2 separate regions of the Oryctolagus cuniculus genome follow, and region 2 is linked to region 1. A link is a contact called in public Hi-C data. All regions are on one chromosome and are shown on one strand. The core of a region is the stretch at or near the end of the contact, and the rest is flanking DNA. Distances in the headings are between cores, read along the strand shown.

What was found. Hi-C and Micro-C count contacts between places; a contact is called where the count stands out from the background.
Region 2: a Hi-C map of embryonic fibroblasts shows a contact between it and region 1, with 4 times the contacts expected there. The contact joins two enhancer-like sites. A contact is called at or near these places in 5 of 6 Hi-C or Micro-C datasets (ear pinna, embryonic fibroblasts, psoas muscle and 2 more).

Annotation. Positions count from the first base shown.
Region 1 is chr7:106,136,365-106,143,930 of mOryCun1.1, reverse strand. No RefSeq gene overlaps it. Among named protein-coding and RNA genes, the nearest start is that of SGIP1, 100 kb to the right of the region's middle. Within about 2 kb of position 3,985, at least 1 of the 8 cell types and tissues checked has an H3K27ac peak or open chromatin away from gene starts, as enhancers often do.
Region 2 is chr7:106,321,859-106,329,424 of mOryCun1.1, reverse strand. It overlaps PDE4B (phosphodiesterase 4B), which reads left to right. Exons shown (of 17, transcript XM_017346216.3): 5 at 4,008-4,044; 6 at 4,172-4,242. Among named protein-coding and RNA genes, the nearest start is that of SGIP1, 290 kb to the right of the region's middle. Within about 2 kb of position 3,819, at least 1 of the 8 cell types and tissues checked has an H3K27ac peak or open chromatin away from gene starts, as enhancers often do.

The DNA of each region.
Region 1 (7,566 bases), core at 2,736-5,235:
GAATAAAGAAGACATCAGGTCATTGTTGAGCGGGGTAGTCAGAAAAGACTGTTATAGAGGAGGAGGACTGTAAAACCTGGACATGAAAGATGAATAGAACGTTGACAGTGGGAGAAGAGCGGGAGGGGTATGTTTGGAAGAAGGCACAAGCACTCAGCAGACATCAAGTGGTTGAAATCCTTTGTTCAGCAAGTTCTTATGGAAGAGGCGTGAAGGAGGGGGACTTCAGAGAGTTGCAAGCGGAAGGAGTTTGGGTTTCATGCTACAGACAACTAATGATTAGTTTTAATGGGAGGATTTTTCGGAAGAAAATAAACATATTGTAGTTGGAAATAATAGGGGCAGGAATTCAAATCAGAAGCCACTGCCATCATCCTCACATAAAATGGATGACATTATGGTGAGAGTAAAAGAAAGAGGTGGATGAGGCAGACTGCCTGGGTAATCACCAGCTCTCAGTGACTGGTTGGACTAGAGAGCAAGACAGGAGCGGGAGGAGTCCTTAGCCTGGAAATAGTTCTGCAAGTGTTGTCTACAGATTACCTCGAGCAGAATCGCTTTAGGGCTTATGAAAAATTCATTCCTGTGCCCAGTTTTAACCTATTGAATCAGTCAGTGGGTCATGGAGCTCTACATTCTGTAGTTTAATAAACTTTGCAGGTGATTAACGCCTGCTGAAAGTGTGAGAACACCTGTGTTAGAGATGATTTATCAGCTGCATCAGTTTCAAAGATGTGGGAACAGGTATTCAAACAGGTCAAGTGACTTTTACACAGCTACTGGGGCCAAGATTAAGTCTTCTCATTTCCAATTTGACTTGTTCTGTCACTCTGCAAATTTATATCTAATGGTTGGGTATTCCAAGGAAAGCATGGTTTACTCTCATTCAAAACAGGCGTGGGGTGGTTATTTGGTGCAGTGTTTACAATACCACTTGGGGTGCCTCTGTCCCACCCACATCAGACTACCTGGATTTGAGTCTCAGCTCCACTTCTGACAGTGCATGTTCTCAGAGGCAGCAGGTAATGGCTCAGGTAGTAGGCATCTGCCACCCGCATGGCAGAGCTGGACTGAGGTCCTGGCTCCTGGCTTCCATCTGGCCCAGCCCTGGCAGTTGTAGGTATTGGAGGAATGAACCGCTGGACGGAAAATTCTCTCTCTCCTTTTCTTTCCTATAAAATGAAAATGAAGCAATAATTTAATAAAGCCAGAAATGATGAGGCAGAAAGACTAGAAAAAACAAGGCTTAATGGATGCAGATGTGGTTGCCTTAAAACCCTAGCGGATTGATGTCTACCTGCTATTGCCAAACAGGACCATCCTGTAGGGAGAATGTTGCTGCCAACCTGGTGCTGTCACGTATCCCGGCTCTCAGACTCTGAACGTATGGCTTTGTTGGGCATACCGGGGGCCAGGTGACCTCAGGGCAGTCCATCCACATGACCATACAAAGGGGGTTGATCCACATGGATGGGGTATCCTGACTCTTCCAGGTAGCATTTCTTTTTCTTTCTTTTTTTCTTTTTTTTTTTTTTTTAAAGATCAATTTTAAAAGAGAGAGAGAGAGAGAGAGAGAAACCATCTGCTGGTTCACTCCCCAGACAGCTAAAACTGCCAGAGTTAGACCAGGCTGAAGCCAGTAGCCAGGAGCTTCTTCTGGGTTTCCCACATAGGTGGCAGGGGACCAAACACTTGGGTTATCTTTTGCTGTTTTCCCCAGGCCATTAGGAGGGAGCTGGATTGGAAGAGGAGCAGCGGGGACACGACCTGGTGCCCATACTTGATGCTGGCATACCAGATGGCAGTTTCACTTGCTTTGCCACAACGCCAGCCCTGGGCAAGCATTTCTTGACTTAATCATTCTGGAGAAAGCAAGATCTGCGGACCCCTTAATTAACTGCTCAAGTGCCATCCCATTCGATAAACACTGTTATTTAGAAGACCATATACTGAGTTTGAAATAAGAAGATCTAGGTTCAAGTCCTTTTCTAGCTTTGTAATTTAAGACAAGTTAAGTATGATACAGTGTCACAATAGGATTAACTATACCAATATGCCTATTTTACAGGTTAAAAACAACACTGCCCCTCAGAAAGGATCGCTTTTTAAAATTCATATAATGTTAAATCTCTAAATTTCCATTTCTTCAAAATGAGTGTAATAGTATCAACTCTACCTTTCTCACAAAATTTGTACGGAGCTCAAATAGGAAAATACAGATGAGAGTATACAGTGGCATTTGATATAGATTTCAGAGGCCCCCCCAACCTTCTCGTTTTGTGTGAGTAAAATGATAGTAATCATTCTCCCACATACATACTCTCCATACAAATACACCTATAATATAGCACACATATATGTAAGATTTATTTAAAAATTTATTTATTAAAAATTTCTTGAGAAGAAAAAGATTAACTTGGATAAGAATGAACTCTGTTATGTGATGTCCTGAAGCCAGGTCCCTACTACAACTGCTGAGAGGTTCTCCAAGCGAGCTCACCACAGCCCACGTCCAGAAAGGCTGTCACTAGCACACTGTGTCTATTCTGTTCCGCCATCTGCCTCGCCTTTACTGGGGAGCAGGGGGTGGGCATCCAGCACAAATATGTCTAACCAGGTCGTCCCAAACAAAGGGAGCCTGAGCTGGCATTTAGATTTGGGGTGCAAAGCAAAGGGGCTAAAGGCGCAGAGGGCTGGGAGAGTTTGTGACTGGGCGATTTCCACTCAGGACAGGGTTATTTTATATATAAATGGGTTGCATTCATTTAAGGACAAATCCAACCTCCCTTCTCCCAGTTTCAGAATAGATAAATGTGGAACACAGTAGAGAGGGAAGAGAGAAGATTTTTGCATATTTGTTCTGGTTTTTGGAAAATTTTTTTTTTGGACAGGAAGAGTTAGACAGTGAGAGAGACAGAGAGAAAAGTCTTCCTTCCATTGGTTCACCTCCCAAATGGTTGCTACGGCCGGCGCGCTGCGCTGATCCGAAGCCGGGAGCCAGGTGTTTGTCCTGGTCTCCCATGCAAGAGCAGGGCGTAAGCACTTGGGCCATCTTCCACTGCACTCCCAGGCCACAGCAGAGAGCTGGACTGGAAGAGGGGCAACCAGGACAGAACCGGCGCCCCAACCGGGACTAGAACCCGGGGTGCCGGCGCCACAGGCAGAGGATTAGGCTAGTGAGCTGGGGCGCCGGTCTGGAAGTAATTTTCCAATATGAACACTATAAACAAGAGGTATCCTAGAGAAATTAGATTTTCTACTTTAAAAATTTATATTCCTCTCACTTTTTTGGCAATGTCCACATTATATAACACAATCAAGCTATCGGGGCTTATTCTTGTTTCAGTATTCTCAGTAAGATAATCCCAAGGGGCTTGTTAAATGCAGACCTGTGGGCAGTTACAGAAATCCTTGCACAGGTCATTTAAACAAGCTCTCAATGCGACTCTCGGACCAACTGAATTTGGAAAACACTGCATACCCTTCAAGCATCTGTAGCCATTTCTGCTTTCGCCTGATAAACTAATCTGTTATTTTTAATGCTCAGATCGCTCTAGGCTTTCAAGGTCACCAAGATCTGGTGTCTAGGATAGCACTCAGACAAAGAAATTAGACGAAGCATTTCCAGCAAAAATGGAAATAAGCCCTCATGCTTCCTATCATAAATCTTCACTCTTCTGTCTTCTTGCTTCAACTTTCTCCACAAACACACAGCAGCAGTAAAATACACCTATTTTTAAAGTTCTATTCTTATGCGCCCCGAAGCTTAAGAAACAGTGCCTTCCTTGTGGTCGGCGCTGCACAAGCCAATGTCTTTGAGTAGTAGGCGAGGCTCATGAGGAATTTGTGGTGAATCGTCAATGGGAGGAAGGAAGAGGGGGAGAAAAAATAAAGACAAGAAATGAAGACGCTACAAGGGTGTGGTGCCAGGAGTGAAAAGAGTTAGGTACCGGTCCAGCTCTTTCATGAACTTACTGTGTGACCTGAAGTGAATCATGCCACTCTCAGGGCCAGAAGGTACTCACATAAGATAAACAACAACAACAAAAAGCAGAACTCTCCAGCACACATGTGGTGTCACACTAGTGTGTCACACATGGCTTACAGAAGTGTCTCTTGCCAAAAAGGAGCCTCATCACAGTTTTCTTGGTGAGTGGTCTGGACAGTGGAAAAGCCCTAGGACTATCTTGATAGTCCCCAGAGAAGGCAGTGAGTACCGTGGGCCACATCTACCATGCATTGCTCCGTCACTGTGCCTTGCATGCAGCCAGGAAGGTGTGCTAGTGCCTGGGTGTCCCAGCAGCCGGCCACAGCATGTACCACTAGCTGTCCTAGATAAGGTCTGAGGACCACTAGGGAAGACTGGAGCCACGTGCCCAGAATTTCAGAGCTCAGCCCAGTATGCAGCTAGCTGGGGATGAAGGAGTGAGGAAGCATAGCAGGGCCCCAGAATTCTGATAGCCCCAAATCTCTGTCTCTGTGTATATCACAGACTCTGGTCCACCTGCAGCAGATGGACAAGATGTACATTAGGTGAACTTCACAAGCTGTAGCGCAACTACTCTTACAATGTATATGCAATATGCAATGTAGACCTTAGCAGGAAACACACACAAGTTTGAATCAGAAATGTTTTTGCTTTATCATAAAAAAAAACATTGATTTGCCTGTATAAGAAAAGGATGAGCTACAATATTCTTTAATTTCAAATGATGCAAATCTACAAATGGCTTAAATTTTTTTCTCATCTGCTTTTGGGAATGCGAGTTCCTGTTGACAGATACCACTGGGACTTTGAAGCACTCGTTAGAAGTCTTCACCAGTGTTGTTTATAGCTATCTGGAGCATGAGATCTGATGGTAAAAAAAGTAGGTCAGTGGCAATCATTTCAATTTTCTCATTTAAAATTTTATTTTAAACTTATGTGAATTTTATGTTTCCCTAAGTATTTTGTTATTTTATTTTTCTTAATATATTACTTGAGGTGTGTCATATCACTCTCATACCTTTAAGTGTAGAAATACAAATCTTAATGATTTTTACCCAATGTTATGAACAACTGTAGGATCTCCTATAGTTTATCTTTTATCATATACAAATATTTCTATTAGCTATGTGATCAAGATGTAACAATGGTGGGGAGCAGTACTTTAAGGCACTGATTCTCAACTGGGGGATACCCCCCATCCCTGGGGAACATTTGACAATGTCTAGAGATAGTTGGTTTTTACCACTAGAGATATGCTCACTGGTATGTAAAGAGCAGAGACCAAAATGATGCTAAATACCTTACAACACCCAGGAGAAATATCTATAAAAAGAATGATGGGACCCAAAGTGTCTTAGTGCCAGGATAGGAATGTATTGCAGGGCTCTTCTCATCCCACTGTTCTGAGTTCTAGGTGTATAATTAGAAGGGTCGAGTTCAGAGGATGTGATCAGCAATAACAGATGTGGCCAGGAATGGCCAGTCATTATCTCCTAACACCGTCTTTAAGAGCAGACCCAGTAGGCAGGGAAAGGATGAGTGGAATACCAGTGGTCTGCTAGGACTCAGACTATGGTTATTTGCTGGAGGTGGCTTTCAAACAACAACTGGCACTTTCACTGCTACAACCTTGGTGCCTGTAAGAGAGCACCTTTTCTTCCTGTCTTCCTAATTCAGAGTTCCATATTCTGGAAATGATGTGTTTGTTCCATTGCACTGTGATTTTTCAACAACTGTGCTCTCTCTTGACTGTGTTCTGTATCTCTTCGTGATTAGCTCAGGTGGGCTGAGTGTCTGAACAGGCAGGACTTGCACTAAGCAGCTTTTCAACTCATTCCCTTCTCTTCTCCACCCACGGCAGTGTTCTTGAAAGTCAAAGCTATCTTCTCTTCTGGTGTTAATACTCTACTTCCGAGGCTCAAAAAATCTCCCAGATCCTCTTTCTCTGCTGCACATACCTTTTTTTTTTCTTTCTCAGCATTTCAGAATGATGAAAGTGACTGATGATGATACCAGTTCAGGTAGCCATATCATTTATCAATACGGCTCTTACCACTCCTTCAGTCAATTTTACAACAGATTCACATCTGCCACCTGATACCAAGAGTAGGCTGAATGGAGCATTAGGTATTTTTATTTATTCCGGTACTTAATTGAGGATGGGTAATTCTATTATGGCCTGTTCATGACTGAAGAAAAATCAATAGGCTCAGGAATTTGTGGTATAAGTTTAGTCTTGTCAGTCATTTGAGCTTTACTTTGCTCCTATATAAATAACAACAAGGAGGCCACTGGAATTCTTTCCAACTTAAAAAAAAAAAGAAATAGTCCTGAGAAATTTTAAAAATTTTATTAGTAGTAGGAAGCGCAGACTCTTGTGGTACTGACTTGTTAATGTGTCATTTCTACTGAAATGGGGAAGTTAGTTTTTACAGTTGGATTCAGGAAGTGGTTTACATCCTCCGGAGGGTTTGGAGTCCCTGGAAGATTATGGTCTTCGATGTGACTTGTGATAGCACTTTAGTGTTGGCAAAACCAAAGCATTAATTTATTAAAGGGATATGTGTTAGGTTTGTAGTATGTTCTTTATGTCCAATAATGTCTGTTTCTCGGTTGAAAAGGAGCAAAATGAGGCATCCAAGGGTTAAATGGACTAGTGAAGACAATCCCACAGTTTTGACCAGCGAGGAAGGAGAAGGCCAGTAGAACATAAGAGAAGCTATGTCTAAAACAGTGAAAACCTCTCAATTCTCAAAGCCATGATTTGAATACTTACTAAGAACTTTTCTGACTAAAAACGCAACTGCTTATATCAGATATTCATTATTACTTATCTTGCTAAATTGTAGTGTTACGCTATTGATCATAAAAGGAGGGATAAGTTAATGTTTTATTTTGGTAGTACTTGTTTCACTGTCCTGATTGTTTGAAATGCCACCTGAACTCTTCCTTGCACTTGTGAATCATTCTCACTTAGTGGACAACACGCACTGCTTCTCCATGGTATAATACCTCATTTAATTTCCTTCCTCTTTCTAACAGAGAGTTGTGTTATTACACCGAAGTTCAACTCAGGATGAACATTTGCACTGCAGAGACTTGAGAGTCTGGGAAAGGAAATACAGCCTGTTGATGTGCGGCCTAGCAGCCTCCCTTCTATCTTCTTTCTCCAAGCAGCCTTAAGTGCATTCCAGTAAGTAACCCCCTACATTCAGGCCCATGTTTGCAGCCCAGTGCACCTCAGAACTCTCAACACTTCCAAATCTTTTAGGCTTTCTAATTGTTTGGTGTTCCTGGCTTGGAAGGTTCATGACCACATCCTTAAGTTTCCTTTTATTGCATTTACCTTAGACTGTGGTTCACTAATTGGGTATGTGGGCATTTAACCAAAAAAGTCTGGTGTTTTCCACACAGTAAGACACAATCAGAAATGTGTTTCAAGAATATGCTCCAGGTTCCGTTCTAGTTAAACCTCTACATCCTCATTTGATATTGTCAGTCTTTTCCATATCTAACTGGACAGATGTGTAGTGATAGGTCATTGTGGTTTTAATGATCATTTTCCCAATAGCTGATGA
Region 2 (7,566 bases), core at 2,570-5,069, 190 kb before region 1:
AATGATAGGACTAAGAGCCAAAGGGAGCATATAAACAAGAATAGTGTCTGCTAATACTAGCTGATAGAATAAAAAAGGGAGAGAACGACCCAACATAGGAAGCGAGATATGCAGCAGACCCATAGAATGGCAGATATCCTAAACAGCACTCTGGCCTCAGAATCAGCCCTTAAGGCACGTGGATCTGGCTGAAAAACCCATGAGAGTATTACAGGCATGGAAAGCCAAAACACTCTGGAAAAAAAAAAAACACCTAAATGAAAGATCTCCGCAAGTGAGATCCCAGTGAAAAGAACAGGTCATCAAAGAAGGAGGTACCTTTCTCTGAAGGGAGGAGAGAACTTCCACTTTGACTATGACCTTGTCTAAATAAGATCAAAATCAGCGAACTCAAAAGGCTTCCACAGCCTTGGCGACTCATGACAAGAGCCTAGGGTGATTACTGATGCCATAAACAAGAGTGTCAATTTGTTAAGTCAACAACAGGAGTCACTGTGCACTTACTCCTCATGTAGGATCTCTGTCCTTAATGTGCTGTACATTGTGATTTAATGCTATAACTAGTACTCAAACAGTATTTTTCACTTTGTGTTTCTATGTGGGTGCAAACTGTTGAAATCTTTACTTAATATATGCTAAACTGATCTTCTGTATATAAAGAGAATTGAAAATGAATCTTTATGTGAATGGAAGTGGGGAGGGAGAGGGAAAGGGGAGGGTTGCGGGTGGGAGGGAAGTTATGGGGGGGGAGCCATTGTAATCCATAAGCTGTACTTTGGAAATTTATATTCATTAAATAAAAGTTAAAAAAAACACACTTGCACATGTGGAAAAGGAGACCTAAAAGTATAGCCTTTTTGTAAAGGTGAAAAATTGAAGACAGTGTAAATGCTCATTAGTTGGGGAAGAAAAGTAAAGTTTAGAATATGTCTCTAGAGGAATATTAAAGAATAAAATGAATAAAATATTTAAAAAAGCAACCTGCTAATCTTTAACACTAAGCAAGAAAAACAAAACACCTTAATTAGAGATATGTTTGTATATTTCAGGATTCTTCTAATGCCTTCTATAAGCCATCGTCCCACCCTTACTATAGTTTCTCATTATTGGCACTATTAATATTTGGGCCAGAGTCATTCTTTATTGTTGGGGGTCATCAGGTACACTGTAGGATATTTAGTAGCATCCTGACCTCTATGTACTAGATTTCAGTAGCAGCTCCTTAGCCCTCTAATTATGATAATCAAATTTTCTTCACATTGACAAATGTCCCTGGCAGGGAAAATCAACCCCAGCTGAGAACTACTGTGTCACTAGAAGCTCATCCCAATCATAAAATACTTACCAAGTACTTTTACGCATATTATTACTGCAGGTTAATCTGATATAGCATTTTAATTTCTGAAAATTTTCCCTGCTTGTTTATCTCACATCCCATCTCTCTAAAATCTTTCACTAGCTGGTATCTGCCTACAGAATTAAGCACAATTCCATAATCTCTGTCTAGATTGTCCTTACTGTAGGTGTGGGAGATACTCTAGGCTCTTCCTCTACAAACATCTACATTTTTTTTTTATTTATTTTTTTTATTTTTGACAGGCAGAGTGGACAGTGAGAGAGAGAGACAGAGAGAAAGGTCTTCCTTTGCCGTTGGTTCACCCTCCAATGGCCGCCGCTGCAGCCGGCGCACCGCGCTGATCCGATGGCAGGAGCCAGGATCCAGGTGCTTTTCCTGGTCTCCCATGGGGTGCAGGACCCAAGCACCTGGGCCATCCTCCACTGCACTCCCTGGCCATAGCAGAGAGCTGGCCTGGAAGAGGGGCAACCGGGACAGAATCCGGCGCCCTGACCGGGACTAGAACCCGGTGTGCCGGCGCCGCAAGGTGGAGGATTAGCCTATTGAGCCACGGCGCCAGCCAAACATCTACATTTAATATGCTCAGTTCCACCCGAAGAGACACCAAGCGTCTCAATGATCATGCTCAAGATCTTTCCTATTTGTGTGTCTTTGTTCTACTGTTTTTCTCATTGGTAGCAACTGATATTCCTGCCTTTTTAAACTTGGCCCTTTGAAGTTCATCTCAAACACCACTCACTCACTCAAGCCTTTCCTACTCCTCTAACCTTAAATTAACCTCTTCCCCTACCCCCCAAGTATCCATTGTTTGTATTTTTCATTCTATATTTATAATGCCTACTAAAGATTTTTTGAATATTTATGTCTCTCCAATTATGTTTTAATTTGAAAAATCTTGAAATTTGTATAATTGGCTTTGTCAGCTATGTCGTATCAGCATAAAATAGGAAGCATAGTATTTAAAAACACAGATTTGGGCACATCAAACAGGCTTTCTTTCACTTGTTGTTTATGTGCTAACTAAGCAGCTGTGTAACTGCTCTGAGGCTTGACATCATCTAAAAATGAGAATATTAAGAGTATCCACCTCCCGCCCTCGTTGCAAGAATTCAGCAACAATCTACATAAAGTGCTCAGCACAGGGTCTGACATACAATCACATGGCCTTCTTTGTATTATCACACAAAGTAAGCACACAAAGGTTTGCTTGATTAAACTGAAGGAGGAATTCTAGCTATATAGACAAAGATGGAAAGGGAAATATTGCATTAGGTGAGACCCTGGGTAAACATTGTGGTACAGCAAGTTAAGCAACCACTCAGGAATGCCTGCATCCCATTTCAGAGTGCCAGTACCAAAGTCCCTGATCCTCTGCTACTGATACAGCTTTCTGCTAATGCATCCTGGGAGTAGCGAATGATGGTCAAAGTACTTGAGTTCTTGCCACCCATGTGGGAAGCCTGGATTGAGTTGCATACTCCTGGTCTTGGCCTTGCTCAACACTGGCTTTTGTGGGCATTTGGGGAGTTGAACCAGTAGATGGAAGGTCTCTGTCTCTGTCTCTCTTTCTCTCTTGTGCTGCCTTTCAAGTAGGTGAAAAATTAAATTAACCATTAAAAAAGGCCCCATGTCAAATGCCTAAATTAGAGAAAAGGTCCAGAGGGTTGTGTATTGTTGAACGTGGATTTCCTGGCCTCATATAAGGTCTGTTACAGGGCAGATGCTTAATAATTATTGGTTGCCCTCATTGTAGCTGATGAATAAGGTACCATATTTATGTGGCAACTTTGAGGACAGAGAAGACAGACCAGAGAGCAAAGAAAGGTCATTGTCCACCAGATTCTGTGCTGCTGTTAATATTTCACATCATGATAGAAAATTGGCCTGATTGTCTGACTGCAGCACAAGCCAACATGTCTTCTAATATCTCGACTAGAGAGCTTGCCGGAGGTGGGCTTAAGTAGGTTTACTGAGGTATATGCCATGGAAGGAAGAATGAGTACACTTCTGAAAACACATTTATATAACACTGGGTACAGCTTAATCAGCTCTTAGGAACAAAATGAGTGGCAACAGCATGTTGTAGTAGGCTCAGTCCGTACACTCCCATCAAAAGCTTTTCTTGGGTACTTTAAGAAAAAAGTTATATTAAAAACAAAAAGTAATGGGATTCCCAGACAGAAATCTGTGTTTAAATGGCATTAAAGCTGTGGTTCAAATCAACAAAAGCCAGGAAATCCAAAGTTAACCTTTATCCAGACTGTTATACCATTTTTTCCAACTCTGTGTGTGCCTGTGAGCAGCCCTCCCTTTGAATTTCCTGGCTCTGGCAACCAAAATCCACAAGTCGCTTTGAATTACAGCACTCTGGGTCTGCTATTTAATGGGGCTATACCCTGAGGATATATGCTTACTTACAAAGGCTTTTATGTGTAGTCACTGCAAATCCAGGAGTCATGAACCTGGTATTTTTTCTTTCAAGCTCTCAGGATCCCCATTTATGCCTAATTGTTGAGTCCTTTCTTATATTCAGATAAAAAGACTTGCTAACTTTTAGGCTGCTAACATTGGTAAAGTGTAATATTACAGTTTATAAGTTACAGTTATAATTCAAGTGCATCTTTAAGTGTTGTCTTCTCTTTTTCCCCAGACACGGCGATGACTTGATTGTAACTCCTTTTGCTCAGGTGTGTATCATGATGGCCCTGGCTTGCTCTCACTCTGTCTCTTGGTGTGGTTTCTAAGTGTGGTTTCTGAAACTGGCCACTTGCATCCTCTGTTTGTCCCTAACTATTTGAAACATTTTCTTTATAGGTCCTTGCCAGCTTGCGAAGTGTTAGAAACAACTTCACTCTGCTGACAAATCTTCATGGAACATCCAACAAGTAAGCATTGACCTTGGGCAGGGTTAGGAACCCCTTCCATAATGGCAAAAGAGGTTGAACAGCATTGAAAGAACAGAAACAACCCAACATTGAATAGAGATTTGTCCTCCAGCTAGGATACACAATGAAAACAGAATGGAGCATCTATATTGTTTTAAAACTGGTAAGGCATTAGGAATTATCTAGTCTGGAACTTATTAATCATTATACTCTTAACATTTTGAACACAATAAGAGTTAAACAAATGAAAGAATGAGATTAGGATTTTATTGTTGTTGACTTTTATATTTGCCATGTTGGCCATTATTGAACACAAATTCTATTACAATTCTTCTTGAATAAGTTATTAATGAATTCAGAAATTTAAAATTAAAATTAAGGGTACCAAAAAGTTCAACTCCAAGGTGCATATTTTTTGTCACATATAAACAGGTTTATGCAGTTTGAGGAGTAAGAGAGGGATTGTCTTCTCCTCTGCCCCCAAATGTATGACCTTTTTCATTTCTGTTGGCATTGCTGATCTTCAGTCTCTTCATTTGTAACATAAAGGGTTGGAACTTGACATCGTCTGCAGTAAATGTCTCCTCCAAAACAGTTCTAAGCTATGAAACCTAACCCAAGTGCTACACAGTTCATGCTGCTGCATGTGAAAAGATCATAGTAGGGGTCGTAGGGCCATAGAATACATGATCCCGGGAGGGATGGAGAAGGTCTTTTGACACATTGATTCAACCTCCTCATTTTACAGGAGGAAAAACTCTAGCCCTCAGGAACCCAGAAATTGGCTTACAACCATACCATAAGTTAGAAACCCATGGGGGCCCAAACCTCAATCTCCTGGTTTATCAGCCAATGCCCACTATGGAGTAACCTATCCCTTCACATCTGTGAATTGTTAATCAGTCCTCTATTTTGCTACATTCAAATTTTGATAGAGTGAGCTTGTTAAAAGTGGGAGTGCACCCTGCTTTGAATGCTTACTTCTTTTTTTCACCATCCTATAACTGGGCACTAAGCATTCTTGTGACATACCCTATTGGACTGGTATCTCCTCCTCTAAACTATCATTCAAACTTCAATCCCAGTGAACTTTCTACCATGTTGTTTAACCGTGTCACTCTCAGGCTCACAGCACTGAAGCAGTCCACCCTTATTAGTAAGATAAAGTTTAAATGCTGAAGTCTGACACCCAAGGCAGCTCATGACCCAGTTCCAGTTGATTTGATTAATAGTGCATTATATTATATTTGATTATATTTGATGCAATGCACAGAGAATTCCTGACCCAAAATTCTCTAAAATCCAAAATCCAAAGATGTTGAACACTGATATGATACCACAAGTGGAAAATTCCACACTGACCTCATGTGACAGATCACAGTCAAAATGAAGATGCATGAAAAATACTGTACAAAGCTATTTTCAGACCATTTTGCATAAGGTATATATGAAACACATATGAATGTCATGTTTAGATTTGGGTCTTAATCCCAAAATATCTCATTGTATATGTTCAAATACTCCTGCATGAAAGGAAATCCAAAGTCTAAAGTACTATCAGCCCAAACCCTTCAGATAAAGAACAGTCAACCTGTGTATGAAAACTAGAAGCTTGTCTCAGCTTCTTTTGAAGTGGTTACTCCTATTATTCATTTATTAATTAATTCACCTCACAAGTATTTGTTTAGTATGTGCTATTCATTTATGCATGCATGTATGCATTAAACAAATATTTTCTGAACAGCTACAATATACCAAGAACTAGTAATATAATAGTGACCAAAACGGACAGGTAGACAAGTTCTCTGCAACATTCTAATAGGAAGTACCTGGGTATATGGCGGTGAATATCAGGCCAGGTCTGTAGCTACAAAAGATTATTTTCAACAACCATGTTCTGGTTGTTCTCTACATGTTCTCTTCTCCATCCAAATTATGGACTTACTGTTCTGTCTTTCTAAAATTTCTCTTTCCACCTGCCAACCTCTGCTTAGCCAAATCCTGATTGTCTTTGTGACTCATCTCAATTACCATGTTCACAAGGTGTTTTCCCTGACCCCACCAAGCTTGGCTGAATGGGCTTCATTTGGCCCCGGAGCACTCTGCCAACCTCTCCACAATCTTTTATGGATTCCTGTCCACAGTAGACTGTGTGCCCCTTAGGAGCAAGACATGTGTTTATTTGCAGAATACGTGACATGTAGTTTGAACTCTCTACATATTCATCAGACCTGTGAATTTCTAAATAAAAAAGTATTGAAAGAACTACCAATCATTTAGGAAAGTGTGTTTCTTAGGAGTGATACCTTTTCTATACCCACTTTTTTTTTTCTTTACAGAATATGGCCTCTGGACCCATATTTACAGGTTCAGTTTTACCACTTTTAAACTATATAGTCGAGCAAGTTAATTACCTTCTCAGTAACTCAGTTTGCTAATCTGTAAAATAGGGCTGTTGTTTGGATTAGAGGGATTGATACTTGCAAAGCACTTAAAATAGGATCCAGTAGAGTAAATGTGAGCTATCAGAATTGATAGTTACCTTTTTCTTGATTTCTTGAATAAATCAAGGAGTCAGAGTTAACATTCAAGAGAAGGAATCTAACACTTTAGGGTTTTCAAATTCATCAGTTCAGTTACAATCACCATAAGCGATGTTCCTGACAGGTATTGTTAACTGCATTCTGGGGATAAGCAAACAAAGTTTAGGGAGATTCATTGATTGTGTCCGCCATTACTGTTTCCAGTGAGCAACAGAGCCATAGTGAAACCTGACATCCTGAAAGACCTTTGTAAGAAGAACAAAGGGAATAGATGAAGGCAGGGACATTAAAAATGTCTTCAGGAAGTAAAACGTGAGAGTGAAGTTCCAGACCACAATGATGGAGGTGGGAATGGGAGGATGGGGTGAGTAACGACAGAGCCCAAAGGCCTTGTTAGCATGGACTGTCTCCGAACCACTACTGCATAGCTCCAATGAGAACGCTGGTCAGGGCAGGTGCTTCTCTTGTCAGCATGAATTTGAGTTTTCCTCCTCAGTAGTACTTCTGGGGCATGCAGTCTAATCATACTGCTTAGTAGTCTTGCGTCAGCTCAAATCACATTCTTAAGAATCCGGTGTTTCCGTAATGCGGTGTTGCAGAACACATGGACTTTCAGGAACTTTGTGCCCTCTGACCGTGATTCCTCTAGACAGAAGAGATCCACAGTGCATTCTCACACTGTGACCCCTTTAGTCACCTCTGGTCAAAGCCAACCACACGTATCCAACACTGAGGGATTTGTCTCTAATGATCTTGCTGAAATCCATACCCACATTTGTAC